2 separate regions of the Ovis aries genome follow, and region 1 is linked to region 2. Evidence: chromatin contacts called from public Hi-C data. All regions are on one chromosome and are shown on one strand. The core of a region is the stretch at or near the end of the contact, and the rest is flanking DNA. Distances in the headings are between cores, read along the strand shown.

Region 1 (4,327 bases), core at 714-3,213, 180 kb before region 2:
TACAAACAATAAATGCTGAAGAGGGTGCAGAGAAAAGGGAGCCCTCTTACACTGTTGGTGGGCATGCAAACTAGTATAGCCACTATGGAGATCTGTTAGGTAGGTAAAACAGGGAAAAGGAGTCCAAAATGGCGGTGGCTACAAGACAAGGAAGGGAAAAGCCCTCGAAAATGAAACAAAAGAAGATCTGAGGACTGGAGTGAGGACCTCAGGTAAAACAAACAACACTCCCGGCTGGCCCAATTTACATAGGACAGGCCTAGGGAGAGATAAACATATAAACAGAAAAGCCAAAGCTAGCTCGCTCTCTCCCGCTAGCTGGGGCGCTCTTCTCCTCATGTCTTTAGATCCACGTGCCCTCACGCCTCAAAGATGGATTTTCCTGCTATCTTCTAAATAAAATAGAGCTGTAACACTGATTTGTCTAAGAGCTATAACATGGTCCATTAGAGACCTGAGAGCTATAACATGGTCTATCCAAGACCTGAGAGCTGTGACACGCCGAGGGGGCTTTAATGTCCGTCACTCCAAATCTTTGTTGTGACGAGACAAAGAATCGAGGAACACACACTCGCGTGACAGATCCAATACTTTGGCTACCTGATGTAAAGAGCTGACTCATTGAAAAAGACCCTGATGCTGGGAAAGACTGAGGGCAGGAAGAGAAGTGGGCGACAGAGGATGAGGTGGTTGAATGGCATCACCAACTCAAGGGACATGAGTTTGAGCAAACTCCAGGAGATACTGAAGGACCGGGAAGCCTGGTATGCTGCAGTCCATGCAGTTGCAAAGAGTGGGACACGACTTAGCAACTGAAAAACAACAGGAAGGATTTCTAGGATTTGAACTTGTGTTTTAGGGAATTTGAGGGAGCGTTTAAGGAAGTGGGACTTTTCTTTGGATTGGATGCCTTCAGAGAGTGGGAGTATTTCTACGATGGGATATGTTAACAAACATTATCTATACGGAGGCTGACGCTATAATTGGTAAAGTAGCAACAGTCACTATATTATCCAAGATAGAAGAATTCTCATTATTTGTGTTTTGGACAATATTTGTGTTTTTGTCAGTGTTCAGGTGAGTATGAAATGATCTTCCTTTTGTTTTCATAACTCACATCACAGAGTGACCTCCTCAGATATTCTATGAAATTGTTCCTGTTCAACAGACCACCAAAGCCAGATCTTGGAAATCTAAGGATGTTTTTCTCTTTCTCAAATCTATAAATTAAACGCAATTTCAGTCTTAATAACCAGTTTTGTAGGAGTTCGTTTTATGAGAGTACTTGTCAAAATCTAAGTTGGGTATCCGGACACATTAACATTAGAGAAGTGTTAGTAGCTCAGTTGGTAAAGAATCTGCCTGCAATGCAGGAGGCTCGGGTTAGATCCCTGGGGCGGGAAGATCCCCTGCAGAAGGAAATGGCAACCCCCTCCAGTACTCTTGCTGGAGAATTCCATGGACAGAGGAGCCTGGCGGGCCACAGTCCTTGGTATCGCAGAGTCGGACACGACTGTGCGACTAACCTTAAGAAATGAACAAGGAAAGAGTACTGTGACTGAAAAGAAAAGGCAGATACATTGAATATGTGACTACAAAATAAATAAAAGTCTTCTCTGTAATAAAAATGACCAATATACAGGTTTGGAAGACAAACTAGGATAAAATATCTTCACATGTGAAGAAGGGCTGATATCCCTTCTTTGTGGTGTGTGTTACACCACAAACAAAGCACAACACTTTGTACTAATCAATGTTAAAAGTGTACTCTTAGATACCGTTTTAATTTTTTACAGTAAGAATGTATTTCGGGGGCGGAGGGTGGGCCGAGGAATTCAAGGAAAAAACCCTGGGACTGGAACGCCGGGAGGCAGGCTTGGAGAAGCGCCTCAGAGAAGAACTACGCTTCCCACGAGGCTCTGCGCCGACCGCCCCCGACAGGCTCCGCGCGCTTTGCGCGCCAGCTTTGGCCTCAGCCTGCGAGCTGCAGAGTAGTGACGGACTATGGAGAACAGCTACGAGGAGACCATCGACAAACGCCGCGTCCACCTGCGCCCTGATACACTGCGCGATCCCGCCCCCGCCTCGCTGCACCTTCTGCCCTGCGAGGTCCCGGTTAACCGGCCCACGCCGGTGGGGCGCTTCTTCACCCCAGCCATCCGCCTGGGTTCCGACGGTGAGCCCTCGCGGCCGGACTACGGCTCCCGGCGGCCCCCGCGCCAGCATCGCGCTCTCCTCCGCGAGGAACGCCGCCAGGCCTCCTGGGGATCGTGGTCCACCGGAGGCGGCGGGCGGACCGCCACCGGGCTTGCTCCCTTAGGCCTGGGTCAGACCCTCAGAGGCCCTCCCTGCTTCTGCCTCCTCCAGGACTGGAAGCGTCGTTTAGGGGCCGTAGTCTACGTGGCGAGGAGGTGGTGGTGCCGCCCGACTTCGTGGGATATGTGATGACAGAAGAGAAGGCAGAAGTGTTGGTGGTGAAGCAGGATGACCACGAGCGAGAAGAGCAGGAACTGGAGGAACCCCCCGAGGCGCTGGAGCGGGACTGCGTGAGCACTGGGGGATAGGGTTGGAAGGGAGCCCGGGTGGGAACCGCAGCCCGGATGCTGAGCCAGGGCCCCTTCCCGGCCCCCAGGACCGCTTTATGGGAGCCACAGCCAGCTTCAGCAGCTTCACCGTGTGGGGCCTGGAATCTATCCCTGGTCCGGATGCCAAACTGCGTGGGGCCCTAAGCTGGCCCAGCCTCGCTGCAGCGGTGAGTAGATGGATGGGCCCTCTCCCTCCCAGGCTTTATCTAACACCGAACCCACCCCCCCCCACCCCCGGCCCCACCCCAGCCTGAGTGAATTTGGGGCTGGGGCGAACAATGGGGCAGATGGAGACCCAGTCTGACTGGAGGATTAGACTGGGTAGGGACAGCATGGCTTCCCCAGCACTCTTCTCTGGCCTTCTAGAAGGGCTATGATTCTGAATATCTGGGCCACCCAGTCACTATACTGCAGAAATCCAATAGTAGAGGTGATTCCTGTTGCAGATTCACGCACAGGTACCCGAAGACTGAGAACCAGAGCTTGACATTGAAAGCCACCGAACCCCTCACCCCAGTGTGAAGCCAGAGTCCTTCACCCAATAAAGGAGCTTTTCACAGAACCTGTGAGTTTGCCAACACTGCCCCTTCTCCCACAGAACCTTCCATAGCTCTGACCTCTAGGAACAATTTATTGCCAGGGGGCAATGGGGCAGAAGAGGCCATAATTTTGCAACCAGTACCCACCACACCCCAGCTCCTACTTTACAAAAGAAATTTGTACAGCCGTCAGTCCTCTGTACAAGGCACCCCACCCACCCCTCTTACTATATACACAGCTGCCTGGCTCCCTCTGGTCCCTGGTTCACAGCAGGCCTGGGCCTGCAGCCAGCTGACCGTGGAGTTGCCATGAGCCCTGAGCTCGCCTTGGTGCTGGGCACCAGCTAGCCTTGACCAGGCCCGTCCTCTCCTTTTGGAGTGGTCCTCAGCCCTGTCTCCCTTGGTGTGCCTCTTGGAGACCCTGCTGGGGGCGAGATGGCTGCCAGCTTCAGTTCTGCTGCCTTTGCTGGCATTCCCCGGGCAGCGTCCGGTCACCACTTTCCCCTCTTGCTCCAGTCCTTGGGAGTGAAGTGCAGACACTTGGAGTCGATCCGAAGAAGCCGTTTGAGCATAGCCCGTTCGTGCCCATCCACGATGTCCTCCGACAGGGTGAGGATATACTGGCCCTGGACGGGAGATGGGGCCAGGCAGGTCAGCTCAGGCGGGCCTGTACTCGGGATCCCTGCACACACCTGTCTCCCCCTGCCTGCCTCCCTACCTTGTAGTAGTTGATGAGGTTGAGGTACTGTAGAGTGGATATGACATCCTCCTTCTTGATGCTGGTGATTTCACTGATCTCACTGTGGGAGGGCAAAGATCAGGTCCCCTGGGGGCCTCCATCTCTGCCCAGGCCCCAGTAGCCCAAGGATTGAGAAAGCCCGGGAACAGAAGGTCATGCCATGCACCCCGGGGTAGGCAGGGCCAGGCTCACTTGATGGTGATCTGTGGCCTCTCCCCGCTCTCTGACTTCAACCCCATCAAGATCTCCAGGATGGTCTGGGACCAGTAGCTTCGGTAGGACAGGAGGCCAAGGTCCGAGAGGGGCTTCTCAGGGGTCCCCGTTTTCCCTTCCACTTTGGAGAGTTCATAGCCTAAAGCAATGGAGCAGGAGGAGGTGGATAAACGATCACAGTATTATGCCACTAGTGTCTTAAGAACGCAGGCGATCGGGCAGACTGCATGGCCCCGTCTTGGGCCTGCCAC
Region 2 (4,532 bases), core at 647-3,146:
CAGAGCAGTGGCTGGTTGGCTGAGGGAGAGGGGCTGGGGTGCAGGTGGGGTCGGACACTCACCTTCCCAGGGTTTCGCAGGGCTGCCGCTCGAGGTAGGGACCCATTGAAGACTTCCCAGATGAGGCAGCCCAAACGCCACATGTCAGCTGACCTGAGGCAGTGACCAGAGCTGCTCAAGACTCTGCCACCTGCCAGCATACGCCTCCAACCTACCCTGCGCACCAGGCACTCACTGCATGGCAAACCCTGGGCTGTGTTCCTTAGCTGATCATCCCATCAGCCTCAAGAAGCAGGTTTCATTAGCCCCAATTGACAGATCAGGAAACTGAGGCTCAGAGAAACAAGGACATCCATCCCAAGTGACATAACATTCAAATTCTGAACCACCTAACCCCAAAGCCTGTGCTTATCCTGCCCTTCCTCCCTCAGGATCCTGGGAGCGAGGAGTGGGCTCCACCCTGAGGACCCTGGTTCCCTCCCCAGCCAAGCAGGAGGGGATGGAGGCAATGCCAGCTAGTCTAGGGGTCCTGAGACTACAGGAGGCTTTCAGAATAGGGCAGGATGGGGCATACTCCCCCTAGTCACCCACCATTTCTCTCTGACCGCTCTGCCACTACCATCAGCCAACTCCGGGGGATCATACTGCTCAAGCTCAGGGATCCCCTTGCGGGGAGGTCCCCCACCATTGCCCTGGGCTGAATACATGTAGTCCAGGCCCCCAAGCTTCCACTCGCCAGCGCGGTCCACGAACACAGCGGCCATGCAGACATTGTTGTGGATGAGGCTGCAGTCGTTGACCAGGAAGCTGAGGGCTTTCTAGGGGCAGAAGGATCCATCACAGTCCAGTAGCTGCAGCCCCCTCTACCCCTGCTCTCATCCCCACTGCCCCCCCACCTCACCACAATCTGGTGTAGCCCCCAGGAGAGCTCCAGCTCCTTCAGGCCACCAGCCTCCGCTCGAGCCTTGAGGTATACTCCCAGCGGGGTCACAGCCTCTGTCACTACGTGGAGGCATTTGTCTGTCTGAAGAAGAGAACACAGGGTATCAGGGAGGGATGGGGGTGAGGAAGAAGCGATGAGAGACATGATGGGGATAGGGGCAGAGAAGGGGAAGTCAAATCTGGGGTGGGGGGGGCGCTGGCGCAGAAGGGTTGGAAATCCACAGGAAGACAGAAAACAGGACTGGGAGAAAGTGAGGGACAGAGGTGGGGTAGCCTGAGCAGCTGGTAGGTACCTCCAGCCCATCAATGTAGGCAAGGATATTGGGGTGCCGGAGAGTTTTGAGGCGCTTGAAGGCAGCTTTGGCCACCTGGGTCTGCTCTTCGGCACCGGGCTTCACGTCATACACGAAGATGGACACCGGGCTCCCTGTGGCCTGGGGGAGGGCAGAGGGGCCTCAGGTTGTGGCCTCAGGTTGCTGACCACTCCACCTCCGAGATAGTCCCCGGAGCTGGTTCAGTGCCGGAAGGGAAGGGCCGCCGGCCGGGTCTCTCCCCAAGTCAGCCCTTGGAGATTGAACCCGGCCCACGTAACCCTGGTTGGGTCCGCCTGTGGGTCCCTCGGTCCTTCCGCCCGCCACGTCGACACTGCCCGTCCCCCTCCCTCGGCCCGTAGTCCTAGAAGCTCCGCAGCCACGTCAGGCGGGCGCGACACGGAGGAGCCGGCGGCGCTGGCTAGGCGAGACCGAGGTCGGCCGCGGCCTGCAGAGCTGGGCCGCTCTCACCTTCTTGCGGCCGCGGTGCAGGACCCAGGGTCCCGGCGGGCTGCCTTCGGGGGGTTCCGGGCTGAGCTCGAACGGGAAATCCCGGACCGGGTCCCGGGCAAAGAACCACATCGTCCCCGCCGCCGCGGCGGCCTCGGGTGCCTCAGCTCCGGGTCCTCCGGCAGCCCGAGCCGGGGCGGGGCGGAGCGAGGGCGGGGCATAACCGGATGAGGCGGGGCTTTGGGTTGGTGGGCGTGGTCGGTGGGCGGAGTAGGAGGCGGAGGGTGACCAGGAGACCAACCTTCGGCGCAACTGGTCGGGCGCAGCCAATTACCCGGTCTGCCGCCCTGGCAGGTCACCTAAACTCTCAGCCCCTCCGTGTCCTTATATCTAAAATGTGGATGGTAATAGAGTCCACCTCCCAGCGTTATATAAGGATGAGACCTCGAGAAGAAACAGGATAGGGAAACCGAGGCAAGGAATCAGAGAGATAGACAAATGGAAGAGCAAGTCGATAGACAGACAGATACGAAAGGATGCAGTGTTTAGTCGGGAAAAACTTGGGGAGGGCGACTGTCCCCAAGCCAGACTCTCGCACCCACCTCCCGGTGGGCACCTCTAGAATCCAGTGAGGCATCGTGTTGGTGGAATGATGGAGTGACCAGGGGAGAGAGGCATAAGGAAGCAGGACCTCTGAAAAGGAGCGTGGTTGGGGAGCAGAGAGTGAAGTAAAGGTCCTGGGAAGGTCTAGGAATCCTGGGACAAGGGAGGGAGCCTGGGGGAGGGAAAAGGCAGTGAACCTAGGAAAGAAGAAGGGTAGAGGAGGAACAGCCCAGCAAGTCCAGAGGAAGCCAAGGGGTCAAGAGGGCCCCCTGCTCCCTTGAGCCCAGCAGACTTGGCTCTCTGTCTCTAGGGCCAGCATCGCCTCGAGGTCCCCCAGTGTCTGTGCAGAGAGGGTCTGTCAGCAGCTCAAATGCCTTTCACACTGATGGAGACCTGGCCCCTTAGCTGGACAGAGTCCAATGTCCAAGAGTGACTGGGCTGGCAAGGGGCTCCTCCAAAGGTAAGGTCTCAGGGGACTCAAGGTTGGGGAAAGACCCACAGCCACACCCTATGGAGCCTGGATAAGCGTTCTGAGATTGATTATGAAATGTCTGGTTGGGATACCCTTGAGAGCAGATTCAAGGGGAAGGGATGCCAAAGTCAGTAGTTATTGTTGCTCAGATGCTAAGTCGTGTTCAATTCTTTACGACCCCGTGGACTATAGCCTGCCTGGCTCCTCTGTCCATGGAATTCTCCAGGCAAGAATACTGGAGTGGGTTGCCATCTCTTCTCCAGGGGATCTTCCCAACCCAGGGATTGAACCCAGGTCTCCTGCATTGTGGGCAAATTCTTTACCCTCTGAGCCACCAGGGACACGCCCCTTAAAATCAGTAGATTAAAAAAAAAAAAAACCTGATCAAAATTAGTCACTTAGTCATGTATGACTCTTTGTGAACCCATGGACTGTAGCCCACCAGCTTCCACTGTCTATGGAATTCTCCAAGCAAGAGTACTGGAGTGGATTGCCACTTCCTGGGTTCAAATCCTGGCCCAGCCCCCATCACTGCCTGTGGGAACTCACATTATCTGGGAGCCTCAGTTCCCCCATCTATAAACTGGGGTGCCTTACCTGACACAGAGCAGCTGCTCAGCAGAGTCTTGTCCTTTTTCTCATCCAACTACTTGTGCAGGGCACTCAGAGGGATGATCAGACACAGTGCTGGCTGCTTGAGGCAGAATAGAAATGTCAACTAGAGAGTCTTCTGACTTCCCTGGGAAGATGGTGACAACATTGTGAATATGGACTTGGCAACGTTGTGGGTGGGGAGCATCTTGTCACGAAAAGGGATCAAGTAGGGGGCTTGAATACAGAGTCTGGAGCTTTGCCCTGCTGAAGCCTGAACTGTGTTTGTGGGATGATGGACTGTGGCAGGCTGGGCTGGAGTGATGCTTTGGGGTAGAGATCACAGTTGGAGAGGAGGGTTTAACAACACAGGGGCCCGGCGGTGTTGTTTAGTTAGTGGCACGTTCTCTTAGCACCTGCCAAACATCAGTCCTGTGCCATGCATGGGGCCTCACCTAGAGAGGAAATCAGAGCAGGAAGGGCAGGGCCACTGAGCTGGGGCAGGGGTAGGGGGCATCTGAAAGTCCCAGTGCACAGAAGAACAGCGAGGAGATACAACAGGATGGACAGGGGACACCAGGAAGAGTTACAAAAGAAGAGCCAGATAAAGGATCGGCCTCCCAGATTCTGTAACTCTGCTTCTCCAGCGGAGCTTGGCACACAGAGGCTAGCAGCCTAGGAAGGGAACAGCCTGTCCTCACAGTGTGGCCCCTCCATTTCACCGATTACAAAATGGGGATAATACCAGCTCCTCATTACTGGCCTATGAGGGGGACCAATATTGTTCCCATCTTACAGATGAGGAAGCTGAGGCTCTGCAGGCTCACGCAGTAGGAATTAGCAGGGCCTGAGTGTTGCTGGCTGCCTCCCTCACCTGTCAGCACGAGTGCAAGCAACCCTGCAAGCTTGGCCGTGACCCAGGGAAGTCCCAGGGCAGTCAGGCCTGGGGTTCAAGGGCACACCAGGAGGCCAGTTGCTCCTGAGGAGACACGGTAGGATCAGGAGCACCTTTAGGCAGATGCCTATTTGAATCTCATTTCTGTGGGAACTTGAACCAGTCACTTCACTCCTTTTCCTCATCTGTAAAGTGAAGACTGTAAAAGTAACTATATTAAGTGTTTGCCATCGGGGTTAGTGAAGTATTTGGTCCCATTCACTGGGAA

The links. A called contact is a pair of places that touch in the nucleus more often than the background predicts.
Region 1: a Hi-C map of tail adipose tissue shows a contact between it and region 2, with 2.3 times the contacts expected there. The contact joins the promoter of RNASEH2C here to the promoter of SCYL1 in region 2. A contact is called at or near these places in 2 of 16 Hi-C or Micro-C datasets (omental adipose tissue and tail adipose tissue).

The regions. Positions count from the first base shown.
Region 1 is chr21:40,325,776-40,330,102 of ARS-UI_Ramb_v3.0, reverse strand. RNASEH2C (ribonuclease H2 subunit C) reads left to right here and starts at 1,963. Exons shown (of 3, transcript XM_060404316.1): 1 at 1,963-2,176; 2 at 2,368-2,546; 3 at 2,633-3,147. The coding sequence starts at 2,005. The coding sequence ends at 2,839. KAT5 (lysine acetyltransferase 5) reads right to left here. Exons shown (of 13, transcript XM_027959359.3): 11 at 4,056-4,215; 12 at 3,843-3,924; 13 at 3,199-3,750. The coding sequence ends at 3,616.
Region 2 is chr21:40,146,561-40,151,092 of ARS-UI_Ramb_v3.0, reverse strand. It overlaps SCYL1 (SCY1 like pseudokinase 1), which reads right to left and starts at 1,896. Exons shown (of 18, transcript XM_027959862.2): 1 at 1,725-1,896; 2 at 1,236-1,376; 3 at 902-1,024; 4 at 592-818; 5 at 63-153. The coding sequence starts at 1,835.